Linked DNA regions of Mus musculus: regions 2, 3 and 4 are each linked to region 1. Evidence: chromatin contacts called from public Hi-C and HiChIP or PLAC-seq data. All regions are on one chromosome and are shown on one strand. Each heading gives the region's core, a stretch centred on a gene start, on an enhancer-like site or on the middle of the called end of the contact. The rest is flanking DNA. Distances are from core to core; before and after follow the strand shown. Region 1 has its middle 50 kb from the start of Enpp6. Region 2 has its middle 26 kb from the start of Acsl1. Region 3 overlaps Casp3 (caspase 3). Region 4 has its middle 10 kb from the start of Gm39171.

The links. HiChIP or PLAC-seq counts read pairs in DNA pulled down with a chosen protein or histone mark. Hi-C and Micro-C count contacts between places; a contact is called where the count stands out from the background.
Region 2: a contact with region 1 is called in a Hi-C map of the N1E-115 cell line, with 3 times the contacts expected there. The contact joins two enhancer-like sites. A contact is called at or near these places in 2 of 484 Hi-C or Micro-C datasets (CD4 T cells and the N1E-115 cell line) and 1 of 115 datasets of contacts at active chromatin or transcription factors (pancreatic cancer cells).
Region 3: a contact with region 1 is called in a CTCF HiChIP or PLAC-seq map of CD8 T cells, with 10 read pairs. The contact joins two enhancer-like sites. A contact is called at or near these places in 2 of 15 datasets of contacts at CTCF or cohesin (CD8 T cells and the NIH/3T3 cell line), 3 of 484 Hi-C or Micro-C datasets (Th1 cells, bone marrow-derived macrophages and cranial neural crest) and 20 of 115 datasets of contacts at active chromatin or transcription factors (the 230-238 cell line, CD8 T cells, T-cell acute lymphoblastic leukemia and 13 more).
Region 4: a contact with region 1 is called in an H3K27ac HiChIP or PLAC-seq map of trophoblast stem cells, with 3 times the contacts expected there. The contact joins two enhancer-like sites. A contact is called at or near these places in 2 of 115 datasets of contacts at active chromatin or transcription factors (embryonic stem cells and trophoblast stem cells).

The regions. Positions count from the first base shown.
Region 1 is chr8:46,933,735-46,939,753 of GRCm38.p6, forward strand. It overlaps a transcript of Enpp6 not described here. Among named protein-coding and RNA genes, the nearest start is that of Enpp6, 50 kb to the right of the region's middle. Within about 2 kb of position 1,342, at least 83 of the 459 cell types and tissues checked have an H3K27ac peak or open chromatin away from gene starts, as enhancers often do. A contact at or near this core is called in CD8 T cells, the N1E-115 cell line, Th1 cells and 6 more, where this site is marked.
Region 2 is chr8:46,441,849-46,447,963 of GRCm38.p6, forward strand. No RefSeq gene overlaps it. Among named protein-coding and RNA genes, the nearest start is that of Acsl1, 26 kb to the right of the region's middle. Within about 2 kb of position 4,258, at least 66 of the 459 cell types and tissues checked have an H3K27ac peak or open chromatin away from gene starts, as enhancers often do. A contact at or near this core is called in the N1E-115 cell line, where this site is marked.
Region 3 is chr8:46,639,548-46,645,215 of GRCm38.p6, forward strand. It overlaps Casp3 (caspase 3), which reads left to right. Exons shown (of 7, transcript NM_001284409.1): 7 at 1-151. Among named protein-coding and RNA genes, the nearest start is that of Casp3, 25 kb to the left of the region's middle. Within about 2 kb of position 1,919, at least 98 of the 459 cell types and tissues checked have an H3K27ac peak or open chromatin away from gene starts, as enhancers often do. A contact at or near this core is called in CD8 T cells, Th1 cells, Th17 cells and 4 more, where this site is marked.
Region 4 is chr8:47,330,942-47,336,997 of GRCm38.p6, forward strand. It overlaps a transcript of Stox2 not described here. Among named protein-coding and RNA genes, the nearest start is that of Gm39171, 10 kb to the left of the region's middle. Within about 2 kb of position 3,435, at least 169 of the 459 cell types and tissues checked have an H3K27ac peak or open chromatin away from gene starts, as enhancers often do. A contact at or near this core is called in trophoblast stem cells, where this site is marked.

The DNA of each region.
Region 1 (6,019 bases), core at 92-2,591:
TAAAAAAATCAGAGTCACCCAGGAGGAGCAAAGTCACCTTGAAACTTACTCAAATGTCATCAGCCAAAGAAGAATCAACTTATCACGAGGCAGAGGCAAACTTCCGCATCTCAGCTGCTATGCTGAGGAATTTTTGCCATCTACTGTTCTCCAGGCTTGTTCTCCGTTCTCAAAACTCAGAGGATCTCTAAAACTATCCACAACATCCCCCCACTTGCCTCTCACCTATGAGGAAGCTATTTAAACCTTACCTGTTGGGCCCCTTCTTTGGGTTTTAAATTTTGTCAATGGCTCTCGTGCTTACGGATGTTAATATTTGTCATGAGTTTTCTCTCAGCTAACCCTGCATTCATTATAAGCACTATCAACTTCCTGATTCTATTTGTTTTCATGGCTGGGAAATTCAATATTCCCAAATGGCTGTCTTGGTCATCAGCCTCTGATACTTTTGAGAGATAGTAGCATCATTAGGGGATGGAGCCTAGTGAAAATAAGTTAGGCTGTTGTGTCCTTAAAGGGGGTCAATGTTTTCTTCTGTCTCTTTGCTCCTCAGCTCCCATGAGGCGAATCCCACTCCAACTTCTGCCACTTGCTTCCGCCCCCACATCCTCCGTCATCCTAGAACCAATGTGTGTCATCTACTTGTAAGCAAAGGCGAAGTGAAACTGCCAAAATTAGACAGCTCTGTGGGTGAAGGAAAACAGTTTATTCAACCACCAAGGCTGTCTCCTGGGATTCAGAGAAAACAGCATGGATATCGGCAGAGTCCTGCCAGTTAGAAGGAGACATGTTGCAGCGGGTGGAGGGTGGGTTAGCTGGAGCGGCCTGGGAACGAGCATGGGGCTCTGACCCACTGGGGAACTGTTTAAGTTAATAGGGAACTCAATGCAATTTCCGGAGACTGCAGGAGCTTATAAGAAGGTAACAGTTTTCATGGCAAGCAGAAACCCATTTTACAAGATTTCTAAGGAATGCTAAGTGTTGACCTGGCCCAAGTAAGCCTGAGCCGAACCCAGATTGTCATTTTTGGGGAGTCGAGACCCGACACAAATGTAGACTAAAAATCTCTGAAAGTATTGGTCACATAAACCTGGTGTTTACATTGATTTATCTCAGGCATTCTGTCACAGCAGCGGGACATGAGGCATCTCCCCACTGAGGCAGAGGGTCGGTGGCACCCCTAAGAGAAAATCCCGTCTTTACTTCTTCCTATGGATCCTTTGGGCATAAATTCAGGTCCAAATTAGGATTGGCGGATTGGCGTAAGGATCCACAGTGTATCATCCTTCAGGAGGTTCCCATTGGTGTAGATGTGGTCTGGTCTTGGTGAGGTCAGGGTAGCGGCTTTCCCCCTCTTTCCCCACTAGAGGGCAGAGTTCACATCTGCTCCCGGATCTCTGGGGTGGATAAGCCACAGGCTGCATCCCAGCCGCAGTTCTTTTCCTCAGTGCAAGGCAAAGCCCCAAGGTAAGATTTGTCCACACCTTTCTCTTGCTCCTATCAAGAAAATGGCCACGTGTATTGAATCCCATGAACGACTACACAAAAAAGCAAGTGATTCCTTGAAAACCAAGGAAGAATGGTAGAAAACTAAGCAGGTGGTGCAATTAGTGGGAAAAAAAATCCCGTAGGCAGGATGGATTTAACATCGTGGGAACGAGAGAGAGAGAGAGAGAGAGAGAGAGAGAGAGAGAGAGAGAGAGAGAGAGAGAGAGAGGAATGGAGTGAGGGAAGAAAGGGGCACTGTGGTTTCAGCATTTATAAATGACGAAGGTGTCATTTGCCTTCTCCCAATGCAGGCACAGGTGCTTGGGTGACACAGGACCCTTTCTACACCAGGGAGAGGGGGACCGGGCTTGGTGTAGACCTAGGTGAGAAGTGATAGACATCCCAAGCTCTGAGCAGTTGTGGCTTAGGAAAAAAAAAAAGCAATAAAGCAGCAAACATAAATTTACCTGGATCTCGAGTATGATTTAGAGGAGGGGGGAGGGGAGAGAAGAGTAGAGGAGTTGGAAGAGGAAGAAGATGGAGGGGGAGGGGGGAGAGGAGGAGGAGGAGCAGCAGCAAATGGGAAGAAATACAAGAAAGAGACAGCCCAGTGGCTGGGAGAGGACATCAGGTGTCTGGATGATTCTAGAACCCATAACCCGTCAACCAGCCTGCTTTCCTTTGGCCTTCATTTTTTCTCTATTGCGTATGTTTGTTTACGTGCTGTTCCCCTCATACCCGTGGGCACCAAGCATTTACTACGACAAGGATGGACCACAGGAAGTTCCTAACAAGCGGGTACTAGCATGGGCGAGAAAGAAGCTCCAGGAGGGCCAGATAGCTGCGGGGCAATCAGTTTAGCCAGAGTGCCAAACCCCTGTCCCAGACAGGCTCAGGGCCCTCCCCATCTGTTCCCTAGCAGCTCTGGCTCCTGCGGGACCAGCCACCAGCTTAGCGATGGCACTCACAGGGTTCCTGTTCGCTGTTCTGCCTTCGAATCTGAAAACACACTCCAGAGCTTTTCGGGTTTTTCTTAATTTCCAGCCTGATCCTGTTTTGGCTTTGGGGCAATACTGACACCAAGTGTTGGAATCTACAGGGTTGAAAGGAAAGTGAGACCGGGAAGGGACCCTCCACAGGATGGCTACCCACATTACTAAGTGAGCAGGGACGTTCACTGGATGGTGACCTGGGCCATGCTCCCTGCTGTGTGCACAGTGTGGACTCACAGCAGGTCCTTCCACAGGAGAAACCATTATTCAAAGCCTATTTGGTGTTCGTTACAAAAATTTAATAAAAACAAGCTAGTTCTTCTTGAAGGATTTCTTTCTTTGTTTTTCTTTTCTATGCTGCGAGTTGAACCCAAGCCCCCTGCATACCAAACACTCTACCACAGACCCTCTTTTGACTGGTTAATTTTTCATCATTATTTTTGTTTTATTTTATGTATGTGAGTGTTTTGCCCGTGCATCACATGTGTGTCTGAGAGGCAGAAGAAGGTGCTGGATCCCCTGAAACTGGAGTTACACGTTTGTGAACTTCCCTGTGGGTGCTGAGAATTGAACCTGGATCCTCTGGAAGAGCAGCCAGTGTTCTTAACAACTGAGCCAACACTCTGGCCACTATTTGACTTCCTGAGCTGGATCTTATTAAGTTTTCCAGGCTGGATTTGAACTCTCCATCCTTCTGTCTCAGTTTCCTAAGTAGCAGGGATACTGGACCAAACCACCAGGCTCAGATCCTTCAGGCCTGGTGTTCAGTTTCCAAACACTATTATTTTTTTTTATAAAGAACATTCTCAATCATTTTTACTATTTGGGAAGTCCATTAATCAAAACTTAACTATTTAGAAAAGAAATTAAAGATGTGAGAATATACTTAAATATTTAAAGAGTCTTATTAAGATAATTATGAGATAGTCTCAAATATTGATGTTTCATTTGGAAATTTCTCATACTCAGATTTCCTTTTAAGCATATCAGAATAAAACACTTGCCAAACATTTATTAACTTTATATAAAGCTATGTAAGATAAGCATATTTTGTTTCCAGCTTAACATTATTTAAATGTAAATAATTAAAAATCATTTGAGACTAAAATCATTAATTTCATGATTAGGGTCTTCAATGGAATAAGTTATCTCTAATAGTATATTTAACATTAAACAGATATCTATTGCTGTGAAACATTACACAGAAATAGTAATACTATTACTATTAGAATTAAAAAATTACTACTGGAATTTTTTTTAAAAAGGTTGGTTACCTTATAAAGAAACTATTACTCAATCCAACTGAAGGCTGCTAAATTTCTTACTGATCCTTGCTTATAGTTTTTGCCAGCAATACACATAAGACTTTAGTATCCATTGTTCTTATAAGTCTGTGCCCTCCAAATGAACTGGCCTGGTAGTCCAGACCTCACTGCTCTTGAGGTGTTCAGTTTTTATTTTTGAGTTTCTACCAATGCTGCTGCTGCTGCTGCTTCTTCTTCTTTTCTTCTTCTTCTTCTTCTCTTCCTCCTCCTCCTCCTCCTCCTCCTCCTCCTCCTCCTCTTCCCCCCTCCTCCTTTTTGGTTCCCATAAAGATTGTTTTAACTATTTTTCTGCTTTGGTTAGATTTGCTTGAGTACTGCCCAACTAAATTATAGTACAATGCTTGCTAACCACTTAGAATTTTTCTTTTAGATTTATTGATTTCTTTTGGATTTATATTTTTAATTATATAATTGTCCAGTAAAATACATTGACAAAGGGAACACTGGTGAAAATCCCTCACTTTCAGAGCAGCACCCCTTGAAAACATGTGGGCTTGGTTCTTGATGTACCTATATGCCTTTCAGCATGTTGGCAACGGATGGATCACATGTCAAGGGTAGTGAGCCACCAGTAGGAAGGTAAAGCTGGTGCAGAGGACAACGAGGAGGAACAGGGGATATAGGGCATTAAAAACTATCCTGGGACAAGACCCCTAGGTTAGTGAGGAAACTGGCTAGTGTCCTGCAGGGCAATGCGTCCCACATGTAGAGTTACCTTTTCTGTTGAACACAAACAATTGCAATTGATGGAGAAAAATCTCTAAGGTGAGATTCAACGTCCACAAGATGAAAGTCCCCATCCAGACATGCAAATCAGGTGAGCATCAGCTTGGTTAGATAAATGGCTTTCAGGTCACGTGAGGACACTGCCCTCTTTGGTTTTCGTTGTAAAAAAAAATGGTGATGGACTTTCTTAAAGCAACTCATTGAGAAACAAAGCCCACTGGGTCTAGTTCTGTGGTAGACTTTACAAATACATCAAACCATTCAGCTCTGCTCCCTGCTTTGGAAATGTTGCAGAGCACATCTGCTCAGCCCACCCCAACCCCCACCTTCTCACAACAGCATGTTCTCATGGCTCTAAAGAGGGCTTTGATACAGCTCTCAGAGCCTCCAGCAGTGCTGCTGAGATCTTTATAGTTTAGCATTTGGGAGCCATGACAATGGTGGCACGATTGTTCCTTGGGCACCATGAACATCAGAATTAGCTATTAAGAGGCTTCTGACTTCGAGGTGTCCTCCATTTGGGAGAGGCCCAACGATGCGTGGCATGGGCTTGACGAAGCACAGCACATCATGAAGTTGGTGCAAGATCAGATTTTAAGTCTGGTCCAACATGAGACCCATATGGAATACATATAAACCTAATTCTTCATAAGGCTAATTCCCCTTCCTTTAGCTCAGTGCTAAGATGCAAACATTCACCCCTGCAAAGAGAAATGAAGAGCACCAGAAAAGAGTCAGGTGCTGTCGGGGATCCTCGGTGGCCAACATCCATAACCCTGATAATTCTCCTTCTCAGCTTTATGGACCATTATCTGGGATCCTGATGGTACTGTGATGTCAAGAACACAGGAATCCACACAGGAGAACACAGGAGGGTTTCTCTTGGATGCGGATGCAGTAACATAGCAACCAAAAGCCACAGGGGGCAGAACTCACATGCACTCTTCTCTCTTTACTGTAGTGGTTTGAGTAAGTTTGCCCCCTACAGACTCATGTGTTTGAATGCTTGGCCCACAGGGAGTACACTGTTAGGAGATGTGTCCTTGTTACAATAGGTGTGTCCTTGTTGGAGGAAATGGGTCACTGTGGGGATGGCTTTGAGGGCTCCTAGTGCTTAATCTTAGCTTGGCCAGAAGAGAATCTCCTCTTACGGAGGAGCCTGTGGAGACAGTCTCTTTCTGCTGCCTTTGGATCAAGATGTAGAACTCTTGGCTCCTCTAGCACCATGTCTGCCTGCATGCTGCCATGCTTCTCACCATGATGATAATGGACTGAATCTCTGAAACTGTAAGGCAGCCCCAATTAAATGCTGTCCTTTATAAGAGTTGCCTTAGTCATGGTGTCGCTTCACAGTAATGGAAACCCTAGCTAAGACACTGCACTGACACACACTACAAAGTGGAGCGGCTCATCAAGGTTGGCTGCCCAAATTCTCCTTCCTAGGAAGTAATGAGAATGTTAATGGAGCCACATACTCCTGTTCTCTCA
Region 2 (6,115 bases), core at 3,008-5,507, 490 kb before region 1:
CTCATATAAATAAAATAAATAAAGCCTTTTTTTAAAAAAACCCAAAAGCTTTGTGTTTTCTCATATGAGGCTATTTTTGTAGTATACTGGCTAGTTACCTTCTAGGATGGCCTTCAGTATTGGTTTATGTGACATTTCCTTATGAATATTTGGGTAATGAATTTGGGCAGGAACGATATAGATATTATGCTATGTCCTGAGCTCAGAACACTAGCTCGTGGCTTTTGGGGGCTAGCCTTATTTAAGAATGTGTTTCAAATAGCAAACAATCAGAAAGAGAAAGTGTCTGTGGATTCCCGGAGGATTTGTGGACATCCGGGTAAGAACCTTTGTCCTACAGAAGCACAAGAGGAAACACAAAATGTTGCCGTGTCTACTCCAGCCGTGTTGCCTTTGACCTCGCAGTGAATATGACCTTGGAGGTTCCTTCACATACCTTTGCTCCTAACCCACATCTTAGCTAATATGAGAAAGAATTTCTTCTCTTCCTCCCTTCCATTTTCACGTGTATACCTAACATGGTTGTTACACGTGGAACTGTGTTCACATTGTACCCCTTGACTTACAATCCATTTATGTCGTTATAATCTACAGGGCTCAAACTCACTCAGTGAAGTCCATTTCACTTAGCCCTAGATCCCTTTGGCATGTCTTCTTCTTCTTCTTCTTCTTCTTCTTCTTCTTCTTCTTCTTCTTCTTCTTCTTCTTCTTCTTCTTCTTCTTCTTCTTCCTCCTCCTCCTTTTGATTCTTCATTTCTTTCTTAACCAACACTATCACCTAGAAGTTCAAAGGCCTTCTTGTACTTCCCCCTTTCTGCTATCTCAGCGTTGTCTAGTTCTCTAAGACACATGTGTTCTCCTAGTGGGAAAACAGACTTAGAGACCAACATTGAGATGCTTGTGTACTTTGTGCTGCAGGAGTAGCATCATTTCCCGGGCCCTGCAGCATCCAGAGCTGGGTTACAGGAGCCTCCTGCAGCAGGTGGACACACAGTGTCCTCTCACATTCTCAGTTTAGACTCCTCTTCTACTCCCTTCAAATACTTTTACATTCATTAGTTTTCTGTCTGATAATACATTAGTATAGCTGCAGAATGTAGCAGGTTGTATTCATTATTTAGGTACACTCGTACACATGTGCACACATTTGCACAAGTGCCCATACACACACACACACACACACACACACAAACATACACACACACACTCCTATGTAATAATACTTAATGAAATGGAGTCCACGATTAGAAAGAGTGCAAGGCCAGACAAATGGAAATATTTGGAGAGAAAAAAAAAAGAGAGAAAGTGATTTTAATTTGGTTTGTTTTTGTTTTTCAAGACAGGATTTCTCTATGTAGCCCTAGCTGTCCTAGACTCTCCCTTTGTAGACCAGGCTGGCCTCAAACTCACAGAGATCCACGTGCCTCTGCCTCCTTCCCAAGTGCCAGGATTAAAAAGCAAGTGCCATCATGCCTGGCTTGATTTGATTATTTTATAATCTCAAAAATTACAAAAAGTGTGTTGTTTGTTTGTTTAATAAAAAAGCAAAAAGAAGGCTCAGCAGTTAAGAGCACTCACTGGTCTGTCAGATAACACCCAGGTTCAGCTCCCAGCATCCACATAGCAGCTCAGAACCATCCAAAAGTCCAGAGCCAGGGATCAAACACCCTCTTCTGATCTCTGAAGGCACCAGCCAGCATCTCTGTGGTCTACAGACATACATAAAAGCAAAATACTCCTATATATAAAATAAGCAAATATAAATTAAATGTTTTTAAAAAGTCATGAGGACCCTTTCACTTTACATCTTGAGTTTGTTTCCTAATTTGCAAAATAAGAATAGCATTTGGCATTTGCTTTGTCAAGTCTAGCAACATTTCGACAGAGAATGAAGTTCTAGGAGGACCTTTGTGCATTGATTTGGTAATACTAAGGATTGAACCCAGGCCTTTGCATATGCTTAGCAAACTCTCCTCCACTGAGCTACAATCCCCGGCCCAAATACTATGTGTGTTAAAAAAATGTTATTATTTAATGAACCATTACAGTTTATTCTCATTTACATTTGAGAGGATCGGTGATTTTTTTTTAACTTTCCTGTGTTTTGATGGGTTTGATGTGTAGCCCAAACTAACTTTGATATTGTCATCCTCCCAAGTGCTAGCATTACAGATATGTACCACTCTACCCGGTGCTGTGTGTACTTTCAAGAGTTCCCACAGGAGAATCTCCCTTCCCAATTCACCTTACAGTTATGGCTTCAACATTCAACCTCTGAGAGTTAGACCACCTCTCTTTAAATTTAAGGAGAGTCATGATCACAATGACTCCCAAACTCAGGTGACAAATACTGATATGTCTCTAACATGGGTCTCTTAAAACACTAGACACACATTTCTATGAGGAAGCACGGACTGTAGACAAGTCACATTAGAAGTCATGGCGGCTTCCAACTTCCAGCCCTGTCAGGAAGCTACTTTGAGTGTGGGTCTACACTGAGGGGAAACCAAAACAAGCTGTAAATCCATGAGCAAAGCAAAGAACAGTTGTTAAAGGCCTTTCGACTTTGGTGTGTTACACAGTGGAAGGTAACAGACACTCCATCCCTCTTCCCAACTAAGCCCCTCTCTGCTCGATCCAAACTGAACTTCTTGTTCATGAACACGCTCGGCAAAAATTCTACACAGCTCTATCTTTTCTTGTGTGTTTTTTTTTCTTCCACCAGAATGTCCTCTTACATTGACATTTTATCAGTCCTTTAAAGGGCTCACTCAGATGCCATTACTGCAATGCTCTCCATAATGGTCTTAATCAGTTTTGGTGTCTTCTTTCTCTAAAATGTTAGAGAGCATTGTTCTTGGCATTTGTGATACTTACTGCCGAGGCTGACATTCAATATATTTATCAACTGGCAACGACCAAAAATACTGATGCTCAAAAGAGAAGTTTCCTGGATGACCAGACCTACCCTCTGCCCCGAAGCTGAGCTGGTTTCAAACATTCTCAGCCACTCTGCTAACTCAGAAGCACCCCGGGGTGCTTCTCCAAGACATCTCCAATATTTTAGTGTCCACTTCTTTGGTGGAGATCACGTTGTTGTTTTTCTGAACATAAACTCAATCTATTATCTTATGAATAGTCTGTTGGGAGGCTAAGACAAGAAGATCATGAGTTCATCACTAGCCTGGTTTACATAGTAAATTTGAAGCCAAACCCTGTGGGAGGCAGAGGCAGGCAGATTTCTGAGTTCGAGGCCAGCCTGGTCTACAAAGTGAGTTCCAGGACAGCCAGGGCTACACAGAGAAACTCTGTCTCGAAAAACAAAAAGAAAGAAAGAAAGAAAGAAAGAAAGAAAGAAAGAAAGAAAGAAAGAAAGAAAGGAAGGAAGGAAGGAAGGAAGGAAGGAAGGAAGGAAGGAAGGAAGGAAGGAAGACAAAGAAAGAGCTGTAACTTTCCAAATTGCAGTGACTGAGAAAGATTTCCCGTGGTAGGATCACTGAGTCACAAGACAGCTCTTGGGTTATCTAGTTGCTCCTTACTGTTGTCTGCAAAAGAGTCAGAGAAGACTGGAAAGGAAGGAACACAGACTCTGGATTCCACTCTGGTACATTCTGAGTGAGTGGGTCTGGATGGGTTGATGGAATCTTGAAAGAAAAAAGGAAGGAAGGAAGGAAGGAAGGAAGGAAGGAAGGAAGGAAGGAAGGAAGGAAGGAAGGAAGGAAGGAAGGAAGAAAGGTTTTGTTTTGTGTTTCAGCCTCTCATTACAGGTCTTAGACTCATGGCGATCCTCTTGCCTCTACCTCCCAAGTAGATTGCACCTGAGAACATACACTGAGAATATTTTTGCATTTTTAATTGACAATATTTGCACATACTTAGGTACCACATGATCTTTCAGTGCATGTATATTTTATATAAAGATCAAATAGGTTCGACAGTTCTCTCTTTAAACATTTATTACTTCTTGGTGGTGAAAATATTTAAAGCCACCTTTCTTCTGGTTGTTTTGCAAAAACAAAAGCAAAAACATGTTCCGCTGTGACCTCCAGGCCACCCAACTGTGTTATAGAAAGAATACATCTTCTATTTTGTTTGGTTTTTGCAGTAGCTGGGGGTCCAGCCCAGGGCATCCTGTATATCAGTTGAGCCCTCCACCACTGGGCCACACCCATAACCCAGGGCACTTCCTTCTTACAAGGCTCTCTCAGTAACATTACCCTTTCAGAACCCCTGGGGCCCTGGTCACTGCTCAATTAGTGTCTCCTTTGTTCCTTCAGGCTGTAGACACATGCCCTTTGAACTGGCAAACAGATTGCTGTGGGGTGGTCAAAGTCACATTGCCAAAAGTAAAGAACAAAAGGGAAACCCCACAAATCTGAGGCTGGGAGTGAAGGAGAAATTCCTGCCGTTTCAATCCATGGGTGCTGTCAAAAAATAAATAAATAAATTAAACACTTCATAAGATCAAAAAGGGGGTGGTGTATCCTGGCTGGGCTGGCTTCTGTCTGGGGGGTGTGTCCTCTCAGATGGGGTGATGTATTTCCTCACCGGCAGGTTGTTAATGGTGTGACTCACTGATCTCTTGGGAGCCTCCGCCCTTATCTCCCTGGTTTCTTCTACCAGTGTGACATCTAATTTCTGATTGCATCCTCAGAGCCGCTCTGAGTTTCTAATGAAAGCTCATCTACTCGCCTCCCCTTTTTTTCTCAGCGTCGAATCAAGCCAGTTCTAACCACCTCCTCGGGCCGTTTAGAAATAACCCACAGAGCCATAGGTGCTTTGCTCTGCCAATCTTCTGGAATCTGTCCAGAGTGAGTGAGTCTGTCTGGGAGCTGGGTCTCTGAGGAGAGGCAGCATGGCCTGTTGCTCCCCCCACCCCCCAGGCTTATCCACTCTGCTGCGCTGCGCCTCTCAGCCTTCTGTAATTCCTTGAATAAATACCAAGGGGTGTCTCTGAGCAGAAGTCACCAGTGGCTCCCTTATCTTAGAAGCAGAAACTGCTGACTGGCCACACTGATCACCAGCTGGGACTTACGCACATTCTGCAGAATATGCCTCTTGTAAAGAATTTTAAGCCTTTCCGGAATAATCTTCATCTTCCCCCAATCTTTGTGAATTTTAAAAGTTTTATAAATATCTGCCAAGAGTGTAGTGGATACAGCAAGCAGTAGCTGGGTCACTGAGACCACTGTAGAGTTAGAATACTGAACTAGCTTGCTGGATTGATTGATGATTGATTGATTGATTGAAACAGGGTCTCACTATGTAGTCCTGACTGACCTAGAACCTGCTATATAAACTAGGCTGTCCTCAAACTCATTGAGATTTACCTGTCTCTGCCTTCCAAGTGCAGTGGAATTAAATGTGTGCCACCATGCCTGGCAGCATCAAGTACCGTATAAAACTATAAGGGCCAGGAGATGGGCACATCTCTGTCATTGTCATGGAGGCTCTGTCCTAGTTTGGTTTTAGTTGTTATGATAAACACCATGACCAAGACCAACTTAGGTAAGAAGGGGTTTATTTGGCTCACAGGTTATACTCTGTCATTAAGGGAAACTGAGGTAGGAACCCAAAGCAGGAACTTAAGCGGGAGCCACAGAGGAGTGCTGTGTAATGACGTGCTCTCCAGGGCTTGCTCAGCTTGCTTTCTTAAACAAGCCAATACCACCTGCCCAGGGGCGATCCTGCCCACAGTGGACTGTGGACCGACCCCAGTCAACCATTAATCAAGGAAATGTGGCACAAACAGGTCAGTCTGGTGGAGGTAATTCCTCCACTGAGGTTCTCTCATCGCAGGTGACTCTATTTTGTATTGTTAACAGATTTATAACCAGTAGAGCCTCTTTATAGCAACACACCATTGTCGTTTAATAATTTAATTCTGTCTCTAATAATTGTGCTTTGTGGTGCTGGGATGTAGCTCACTAATGGAGTGCTTACCTAACACTTTAAAGCTCCTGGGGTTGAAGCCTAGCATTAGGGGTAGGGGAAGTTTACATTGTATAAAACATTATTATATGAGGTCATTTCACTCTGCCCAACACTGTAAGACAATTACTGTTCTAAAATGAAGAGATGTAGGCTCAGAGATGTGGTGCAATGCGTTGAATGT
Region 3 (5,668 bases), core at 669-3,168, 290 kb before region 1:
GTTTAGACTGGCTTTGTTGTTAACGCTTTCTAAGTGAATGCAGCATGTGATGGTATTTTAAAGTGTGTTCCCATGTGACAATTTTATAAAAGTTTGTTACCTTGCAATTTTATTTCAAAACATAAATTCAGATTTAAAATTATCAGTGTATTTGAGGGTTTGTTGTTGTTGTTGTTGTTGTTGTCGTCGTCAATACTTTTGCTGTTGTAATAACTAAGTGAAAGTTAAAATAATTTTAACCCACAGTCTAATTTGAGAGAGTCAGAGGATGCAACAAGGCCTTAATCTAATATGTTAAGGTGTTGGCAAGTGGAAGAACCTCTGATATGATAGGATTTAAACCCAAAGAAATAGGTAGAATATACTCAAAGAATACAGGAAGGGGTGGGGACTCAGCTCCTCCAAAGTTTACATAATAACCACAGCTTCTCTAAAGTGAAGGTCAAAAGTGGATCAAGGAACTCCTGTACACAAGGAGGAGCGTGTCACGAATGTTTTTGTCTAGCTGCTTTCTAACAGGGGATAGGGTGGTGGAGAAATGACTCAGCAGTTAAGAGCGTCGGCTGTTCTTCAGAAGAACTGGATTTGAACCCAAGCACCCACATGGCAGCTCACAATTTTTTGTAACTAGCTCCAGGGGACCCAACTGCCTCTTTTTGCCTCCTTGGGAATTTTATGCACATGGTGCAGAGGCATACACGTGGGCTAAATACCTATATACATGAAATTAAACCTTTAAAGACTAGCTCTTTAATGTGTGGAGAAAAGGCTAGCCCATTGTAATTTCCATACTATCTATATAAAGAGGTCTGAGATAGTACAAAGAAAACAACTGGAGCTATGGGTCTGGGAGTAGTTAGCTGGGTAAAGCAGTTTCCTTGCCAGCACAAGAACCTGAACTAGAACTTGATCCCCAGAATCCATGTTAAAAGGAAAAAAAACCCGAATTGTGATGCTCGCTTATAATTCCAGCAGTGATGGAGATAAGTGAGTTCCTGAGGCTCACTGGTCAACCAGCCTAGTCTCCATGGCAAACGCATGGCTGATGTGCTCAGCTATGGAGAAATGATACCAGTCCCATTATCACCTGGCCTACACATACACAAGATAAAAACCATCAACTGGGCCATGTATGTGAATAGAGCAAGTGTAAACAAAGAGAGCATATACCCCTTATGTTCAGATAACCCAATCTCCCATCATAATAAGAGGAATATAAATTATGATATCACCTACCAGACTGGACAGTATCGCCCAAGTGCTGGAGGTATAGGCATGCATCACCATGCCAAGCATGTGCTGTGGTTAATCCCAGCACTCGGGAGGCAGAGGCAGGTGGATTTCTGAGTTTGAGGCCAGCCTGGTCTACAGAGTGAGTTCCAGGACAGCCAGGGCTGTACAGAGAAACCCTGTCTCAGAAAACAAAACAAAACAAAAAACAAACAAAAACATGTTGCATGAATATTCATGAGATGGATGGCATATTCAGAGGGGTAAGGTGACCATTTGTTCCCTTCCAAACCATAGTGAACCAGATCTCTTCTTGGCTAGTCCTTCCCATGATCCTCTTTAAAAAGAGAAGCAAACTCACTAAGAAAATGATATTATAAACAAATTGAGATTTCCCAAGGTGGTCTACCCTTTGTTATAATATATTTGTGGCAATTTGGTTCGGTTCCCTTGTACTTAGTTTCTGCTTTGCGGGGACGAACCCAAATGCAGCTTAAAAGATGGAGTAAACCTCTAAAGATCATTTCAAACACCAGGAGAATCAGCTACCAAGAAACAGGTGTAGTGTTCCGTGGTTACCTCTTAACTAACTCCTCGACTTCTGATCCTCGGTGGGAGCTGTGGAACAATAGACCCAACTGTGAGAGTCTGTGGTCGGAAATGGCTTGTCTGAGTCAGAAGTGAAGCAGAGTTTACAGTGAAGAAATAAGTGTTGACTTTGGAAAAGAAGGCACATGACTAAGGTAGGTAGATAGGGTATTTTCCTTCCATTCAATCTGTGATACCCACTTCCTTCCTGGTGTCAATTATCTGTTAGACTCCCTCCCAGAACTCAGGAGAATTCTTTAGTTATAGGACTCAGTTTGTTAACTAATACGATTGAAGAATGTGGAAATGCAGGGCTAGGTGTGGTGGGGAGGGACACAGATTCTCCTTGTTTTCTTGGAGTGTCCCCCCTCAACCCCCACCCCCACCCCTACTCTGAACTGTTCAACCACTTGGAAACTGAAGCTCATCAGGACTTCTAGAACTCAGGCCCCAGCAACTCTACTTCCCCAGAAGTCAGAGCTAGGATGGGCCAGTCCCAGCAGCCTTCACTGAGATGATCTATGGCTCTGCCTACCGTTAGCATAAACTTAGGTGTGAGCTAAAGGGACTTGCTATTAACATCAGAAGTCACTCCTATCTCTCTGGAGAATCTAAGCAGTTTAAGACTTCTGTATGCAGGAAGTAGGGGGCTGGGAGATCATGTTTCTCATACTGGACTTGAGGGAACTTGTGATTATAGATTTACTTGGGAAGAAGAGTTGAAAATGGTACAAGGCGTTTCAGGATACACAGGCCGCCTGGTGACGGGAAAGAGCAGCTGTTTTCTTGGGTTCTTGGTGGGATCTAGAGTGTTAATCATGAGGTGGTTCTTGGTGGGATCTAGAGTGTTAATCATGAGGTTGGCATTCTCCTCTTCTGGCTTCAGGGAGTTTTTCCATTTAAGATAATAGAGCAATGATGGCCAGTTTGCCCCTGGAGACATTTTAGCATTACCTTGTACCTGGTGGGTCTTGTGATAAGATAAAGGGAGACCAGGACATGCCATACATTGTATAAATAGGTTCCATACATTGTACAGGTAGGTTCCATACATTGTACAGATAGGTCCCATGCATTGTCTATACACTGCATGTTTTATTCAATCTGGGCCCCCAGGTTATGGGATGATGCCACTCACATTGAAGGGTCTCTCCTCACTAAATCCTTTCTGGAAGCGCCTCCCACATACAGAGATACTTTTAGGTGATTCTAGATCCAGCCAAGTTGACAATGAAGATTAACCATGCTCTGTCGCAGATCCAAAGGACAGGACCGAGGACAGGATTTGCAGAGTAGGTTGTGTTCAGAGTTTATCATCTGTGAGGATGAGCCGCCTGGTTACTGGTGTGATGCTGAACACTGTGTGTACACTGGAATGGTGCTGTATTTCTGCGCCATCTTACCCTGCCTCCCTCCCCTCTTATTTCCCCCTCATGCCTATGGCTCTCATCTCCTGCTTGAGACCATGGAATGGAAAATTACTGAAAATTTCCTGAGGTGAGCATATCACAGTGGTCCAGCACCATCTGCTTTAAAAATGAAATAATTTAAATATTTAAGTCTTTTCATATACAGAATTACTCCATTTTCCAATTTTATTTTCTGCCATTTTATCAAAATTGATCCACTTCAGTATATAGCCAAAAAATGTTTTCTAATATTGTTTCTTTATACATAAGACATTTAATATGAAGCCAGGACTAGTGAGGCACACTTCTAATAAAGACGCTAAGGCAGGAGGCTTGTAAGACCAAGGTCATCTTGGGCTACATAGAGAGACCTTTAAAAGACAAACAAAGAAGAAAGAAAAGAGGAAAAGCGGAAATAATGTATAATGCAAAATTGTGACCTGCTTAATCCATGTCCTCTTTCCATCCCAGCTGGTCCCTTCTTACATCATCAAACAAAGAACAGAATAGAAAAACTGAAATAGTTGACCCCAAAGAGGATTTTGTTTTATCTAATGAGCACACATACATACATACACACAGACACACATAGGCGCACACACGCACACATACACATACACGCACAAAATATGGACTAAACCTGTCACCATGCCCAGGTCCACCCACCTATAAAAACCTAATACCTGGGAGATGAGAGTTGGTGGGACGCAATCAGTTTTCTTCAAAGGCTAGGACCCTGGACGATGGGACAGAGTATCATCCCCAAAGCTGTATTTTGAAAAATGCAAGGGTGCAAAAGCCTTTGCAGTATCAGTAAGGAGCAGAGAGCATGTGTGAGAAGGTAAGTGCTAAGTTTTGTGCTTTTTTTCTTCTCCAACTAGAACACAATAAGGAACCTCAGCCTGCTGGAACTACTTTCCATGCTTTGTGTACAGAACTAAACACCGAGGACATTTGCATTTCCTCATGGTGTCTGAAGGTCAACAGGTAGTCTGGGCTCTGGGAAGCTAGGGAAAGAATATTTAGAATTGCATTTTACCACCTTATTCATTTAGACATGGGTTGGTTTTTGTTGTTTGTTTCTTTTGTTTTGCTTTTTTTTTTTTTTTTTTTTTTGAATGTAGAAATCTGGGCAAAAGGGAAAGACCTAACTTTGCAAAAGACAGCTTTCAAAGAAGGTGGCCACTGTTACAAACTTGGGGCTGTGTGAATTCATTCATATCCTTAAAGTTATCTTGCTAAAATCTAAAGATTACTCATCATGGGTTTTCTTCATAACCTTCTAAAAAACTCAGCAAGGCCCTGGTAGAGGATTCGTGTCAACATTTATCTAGGGGCCATCAGCTCCCCTCTCCTTTGTGCTTGAGCCAGGGTATAAATAAATCTCCCTTCAAGTCACTTACTCCAGATCTGCTGTGGAGCTTCCTCGGAGAGAGGCAGAACTTGAGTAAATAAATTCTAAGGAATTTTATGATGCCATTTATCTATCTACCTACCTACCTATCTATCTATCTATCTATCTATCTATCTATCTATCTATCATCTATTCTTTACCTATCTTTCACTTTCAACGATCTATCTATCTATCTATCTATCTATCTATCTATTATCTATTCTTTACCTATCTTTCAACCATCTATCTTTCTATCTATCTTTCTATCGATCTATCTATCTATCTATCTATCTATCTATCTATCTATTATATACTATTATCTATCTATCCACCCATCATTTATCTACTATCTATTGTCTTTCAATCTATCTATCTTAGTTTTTTTAATCACTATGATAAGACTACTCTGAATAAAAAGTCTTTTAAGGGGATGAGGTTTATCTTAGTTCACAGTTGAAGGCTACACTTCACCATGGCAGAGAAGTCACTGTGAGGAGAACTTAGGGAGATAGCTGATCACATTTTGTCTACAGTCAGAAACAGAGAACCATGAATGTATACTCAGTTCCCTCTCTCCTTTTCATTCAACCTAGGACCCAGCTCATGAAACAGTGCTACTCACATTTAGGTTAGATTTCCCCACCTTAACAATTCCAATCAAGAAAATCCTCTATATTCCTGCCCACATGCCAGACCAATCCAGACACTGAGACTTCCCAGGTAATTCCAGATCTTGCCAAGTTGATAATTACAACTAACCATCACATTGTTTGTCTGTTCATCCATCCATCCATCCATCCATCCATCCATCCATCCATCCACCCATCCATCCATGCATGTATCTCTCAGTCTCTACTGTTTGTCCGGCAAGATATTTTCAGCATGTGAAACTAACAGAAAAACCATTACTAAGAACCCCCCATTTTTTACAGAACACAGTCAGAGTTCTTTTTGACTCACACACAAAATGTCTTCAGCTCTCCTCCCTTTTCCTTGCATTTCATGTGGTTTGGGTAATACCAGGTCTGGAATCCCCCAGCAGGGCCAC
Region 4 (6,056 bases), core at 2,185-4,684, 400 kb after region 1:
AATAATATCATAAATGATAATCCATGCTGCACTCCAGGGTACAAAAAGCCAAGGCAAGACTTAATGTGGAGGAAATTCGTAACAGTACAAGATGATTAAAATATTAAAATGCTTTAAAACAATATCCTTGTCAGCCATAACTTATGACTAGAAAGAAATGGAAAGACAGCCGCACATGCTCGTGGATAGTAAAACAGCCACTCACTCACAGATAAACTCCTGGAAGCCAACCAGGCTTTATTCAGAACAGATGTGCATGTGGCAGTAAAGATGTTTACTATATTTGTGCCCAAGGCAGCCCACCAAGGCCACTGTATGCATCCTATAGCTTCACTCTGTTAGTTTTAGGACTAGCGTGGCGGGACAGAAAGATAGTAAAAATAAGGAGCCACAGAAAGAGCCAGGCACCCTCACCCCAGGATCTAGCTAAAGTCTCTTGCTAGCTGTAGGTCAAGGGTCCCATCACAATGAAGAACATTTGCTGTGAATCCCTTTATACAGAAATGTTTCAGATGAGAACTTTAAAGCAACAGGGAATCACCCTTAAGACCTGAGAGTGTAATGACCAGGCAAGGGCTTTCTCTTCCCGGACATAAATCTACAGTTTTCTAAGAGTCTCACAAAATTCTACTTACAATAAAAGGTGTATTTTAAACCCCTTGTGTGACCATATGACCAATGGCTGTACTGGATCACATTATAACCTTGTGCAGGGCAAATCTAAAGTCAATCTATAGTCTCATTTATCAAAAAGAGGGGGGAAAGGTAAGGGAGAGAGATTCTTTAAGAACCTTTTGAGACAACAGCTCTCACCCTTCCTAATGCTGTGACCCTTTAATGTTGTGGAGACCTCTCATGTTGTAGAGACTCCCCCAACCATAAAACTATTTTCATTGCTACTTCATAACTCTATTTTGCTGCTGTTATGAATCCCAATAGCTGTATTTTCTAGTCGTCTTAGGCAACTTACATGAAAAGGTAGTTTGACGCCACCCCTAGAGAGGTCATGACCCACAGACTGAGCCACCAAAATTGCATGCATGGCTATTGCTTCTACCCTTAAACAGGCCTCTCTCTCAATATGCCCACATCCACTCTTGGGCGTGTCTTATCCTTCCCCTCCCTCTTTTTCCTAATAATCCCCATGTTGCGTCATGGCTAAAGGCTCTTCGAAACAAACTCCACCTCTGTCTCATCTTAATATTCTAAGCAATCAATCCTATCTTCATCTGTGTGTATACATCTGTGTGTATACATCTGTGTGTATACATCATCTGTGTGTATACATCTGTGTGTATACAGGTCACTACATTTGCCTCTAAAGGAGCCTCTAACACCTTCCTGGAATGGCCAAGGACTCAAGTGAGTCCTTGCTTTCCCCGGGCCACCCACAGATGCAGAAATAATCTGAAGGGACAGGTTTTCTTTGCCACCTGGAGTTCTGTTTTCTAAAGATGTCACTAAACCTCACTAACCAATGGTTTCTGTGACTTCTTGAACCTGAGGTTCAAACATTTTCCTAGCATCTGCCCTCAAATACCACCAAGAAGAGTCACCATTCAGGGGCGATTACAGACTTACCAAGAAAGTGTCCAAATCTTAGACTTAGGAAGCATGGGTTTAGTTGGCATTTTAACATACTTCTTCGTCATGCAAATGTCACACCTCTCTGATCAAAAGCTAAAGATGGATTGAGTGAAAATGGCCCCCATAGGCTCATAGAGAGTGGTGAGATTAGGAGGTGTGGCCTTGTTGGAGTGGGTGTGACCTTGTTGGAGGAAGTATGTCACTGGGAGGTGGGCTTTGAGATTACAAATGCTCAAACCAAGCCCAGTGTCTCTCTTTCTTTCTCTCTGCCTGCTGCCTGCAGATCTGAGCGTAAACCTCTCAACCACTTCTCCAGTACCCTGTCTTCCTGTATGCCACCATGCTTCCTGCCGCTATGATAATGACCTAAGCCTCTGAACTGTAAGCCAGCCCAATCAAAAGCTGTGTTTTATATAAGAGTTGCCATGATCATGATGTCTCTTCACAGCAATAAAAACACTAAGCAAAGTCTGTCCCTCTGGATTCAAGGCTCTTTTGTCTGTGCCTAGCTCCCTGCTCTAGATCTGCTCTGATCCTCTGTGCTCTGAGAAGGCTGGCAGTCTTGCCCACTTCCTGCCCCCTCCCCCTTAACTCACTGTGGGAGATAAGCCATGTACCATCCAAAGAGAAGCCACCCGCCTTTCTATCTGGTAAGCCCAGGGCAGAGCCAACAAACTGTTCCAATGGATACCAACAAAGAGTGACTATGTGGGGCAAGCATTAATTACAGGACAGGCTGGCATGGGAAACAGATGTCAAGGCTCTAAAAGGAACACTTCCTCAGCAGGTTATAAAAGGACAGAGTCACCATCTCTGTCCCATGTCCTACAATAAAGCACCAGGGGAATAAGGCTGTCCTGAAAGACTGTGACATTTTTTATTTGCTTTTGATAACAAAGTGACCAAGAACAAGAGACTAAACGTCCACTGAAGGCTCATCTGACACAACCTCCCAGGGCATCCCAGGCCAGGAGACGGCTTACCTGGCCCTTCTCTGCTGTGGCCTTGTGTTCCAGCCTCCCAGATTTATCTGTGTGACCTTTCTACCTCCCTCCTTGCAACATTTTTATTATTGTTTATTATATTTGTTTATCCAATTTCATACATGTTATACATAACAGACTGAGTTTGTTTTCATATTTTAAAGATCACTATTTAACCCTGCAGTCAAATAGTCTCAAGAAGGCGTCTGGAAGTGTCACGGTTATAGCTGTAGTGAAATTCCTAGACTTCTGTCAGCAAATGGAAATGGAGACTTTTGAGAAGGAACCCCCCCCCCCATGCATATCAGGCGTTGTATACAATGGATATGGGTAGCAAACACGCATCTGCTCTCATCTACTCTGAAACCTATTGGGCTGCTTTTCCTCTGTCCTAGACAGGAAACAGTCAACAAAAGCCTAGCCACCAATTCTTTAACAGGTGAAATAGAGCCTGACCAAGAGGATTAAAAATATAAACAAAAGAGGGGCCTTTTTCTTCGCTCTAATGTGTACCAGAGTATAAAGACAAACTACTTCTGGTCATGTTAACTTACAAGCTCGGAGTCACTGTTTCCACTGTCTCTCTTCTAACCACCTAGTATTTTACATACTCTTAAGTGCAGAGTTGGTTCGAATCGAATCAGCAACATTAAAAGGTTGATTTATTATGATTAAACAAATAAGTACAGCCGGTACCTATAACTGTACTTGCGTAACACACCTTGTCCCAAAGCAGCCTCCCAATGAAGTACAATGCCTAACCTAAGATTGTACCTCTGTAACCAAGCAACTAGGTTTCAGCCAATCACAGCCATCAGGCTTTTCCCAGTCCTGGCTGCTGCCGATCAGGCCATGCCCATATAAGGTGAATGCTGACTGTGGCCAATCAGGTTGCTTCTCTATGTCACTTCCTCTCTCTTGCTATAACTATAACCTGTTCGGTGCTGACACAGAAGTGGGCTCCTCGGTAGCTTTCCAGCCCCTCTGACAATGCCTGACAGCATCACAGTGGAGGGATTTGCATGTCTTTATTGCCGATTTTCTTCCCTCTGGGTGACAAACTGTATCTTAAGATAGCGCTCCGTGCTTGATTGGTTCTGTCATGTGTACTAAAGACAGGCTAGATCCTGCAGGACTGGAAGCAAATAGCTGTACAATCAATACGTATCTCTTCCTTAAAGCTACAGAAATAGCCTGAGCCTGGGGAGACAGCAAAAATCAGTAGATTGCCTGGCGTGGAGTACTCAGAACCATCTGCAAAGGTTTAGGTTCTACAAACTTTCCTCTTCCTCTTCCCTCTTCTCCCCCTCCCCTTCCCCCTCCACCTCCTCTTCTTTTTTATTTTTAATTTTGGTGGTAGGCTTCTTTGTTTTTCTTTTTCTTTCCTGTTTGTTTCTTTGTTTGTTTATTGAATCAGTGTCTCGCCATGCTGTATGCTTGTCTAGAATTCTCTCTGTAGCCCAGGCTGACCCAGAACTTTCAGTCCTCACAGAGTAATAAGATTATAGCCTGTGCCTAGGACCTACTTCTTGCTCAAGTAAAAAAATTAACTTAAACTGCTCTCTGTTTCCCATCAGCACAACAAAATTGCCAGTCCAGCTGCTCAGGCAGGAAACAAAGTGTCAGAAGTGCTACTGGTGACAAGCAGAAGGCCAGGGTGATGAAAGGCTTCCCATATGTCTAAATTTTACTCTAGTTCTAGACTTTAAACAACTATTAAAGAAATGCTAGTTTAAACTTAGCAATAGGGATACAAAGGAGATCTCGAGATACACAAAATGCCATAATTCATGCATTTTTAAAAATATTTATTTATTTATTTATTTATTTAGTATATGTAAGTACACTGTAGCTGTCTTCAGACACTCCAGAAGAAGGCATCAGATTCCGCTACAGATGGTTGTGAGCCACCGTGTGGTTGCTGGGATTTGAACTCGGGACCTTCAGAAGAGCAGTCGGTGCTCTTAACCACTGAGCCATCTCGCCAGCCCGATGCATGCTTTTTTCCCAGGAAAATAGCATATTAGACTCCATATCTTTTCTGTGGAATTCTGTGTTGCATTAACAGATCAAAAAAAAAAGATTTATATTAAAAATATTCAGTTGGAAGAGGAATAGAATTATTCAGCCCTAAGAACCAGTGCCAGGCTTGAGAGATGGCTTGGAGGTTAGGAGCACTCGCTGCTCTTCCAGAGAACTGGAACTCAGTTCTCAAGACCCACAGCAGACGGCGTACAAACTACAGCAACTCAGACCTCTGGCATCCTCAAGCACTAGGGTGCATGAAACACATGCACACACACGTGTTTTGTAAGTCAGAATTATAACAATATTGTCATAAAGCACAGTGAATACTGCTTAAGCCTGAGGTGCAGTCAAGGTGTTGGGCTGCATTCAATTTTGGATTTCACAACAAAAGTAATAATACAAACTGTGTGTGTGTGTGTGTGTGTGTGTGTGTGTGTGTGTGTGTGTGTGTGTGTACATGAATGCAAGTACCCTCAAAGGTCAGAAAATGCTGAAAACCTCTGGTCTTCTGCAAGAGCAACAAGTGTGTTTAACTGCTGAGTCATCTCTCAGCCCCTCCACCTGACCTTCTTTTAGGCAGGGTCACTCATGGAACCTGGAGCTCACTGATTGGCTAGGCTAGTTGGCCAATTGAGCGCCAGGAATTAGCTTGTCTCTGCCCGCCTCTTAGTACTCCAAGTCCTCCACTCCCAGCTTTTACTTCAGCTAGAGCTCAAATAGGTCCCTATGCTTGCGTGGCAGGCACTTTACCGATAGAACTCTGTCCTCAGCCCCCATTTTTAAAATGCAAACTTCTTTTAACCTTTGTTCCTTCTGGGGTGACGGCTCCGGTATCGCTAACAGGAAACAATGGCAAATTCCAAATGGCAGGGATTTAGAATCTGGGAAAGAAAATGGCATGCCAGAAGATGGAGATTGCCACGGTGGTGATCTCTCCGAGCTATATTCTGTGGTCCTGTGTTCTGCTCTCCTCTGGTGGTGTCTGTAAACCAGCTTCGGGGACAGGGCAGAGTCTAAGACAGGGAGGGGAGGGGCTCAAGATGGGAAGGGAGGGGTTCGGGATCGGAGGGGAGGGGTTCGGGATGGGAGGGTTTACATCTTCCTCGAGGAGGCGTCAAAGCACGAATGTACACCAGGCCAGAATGATCAGGATCCAGGTCTGGCTGGGAGCTAGCGCTGAGTGTCAGAGGGAGAGGAGACAAGGCCTTCTTCAGGAGTCTTGGTGTTATGGCTCATGTAGAAGGCCTTCCCGGTGGCGATCTTTAATGAATCCTCTCTCTGAAACAATCTTACTTGTATTTCTTTATTGGGGCAGATTTGGACGCATACACTATATTGGGGTGAACTAGGCATTATATAGTTTTGGAGAAGAGAGTGAGAATATCCAGGGAAGGAAGGTCATTGGCTGAAAGCTAAGGCTGTTGAGATACCTCATGATCATGAAGAGCCTTTCCAGGT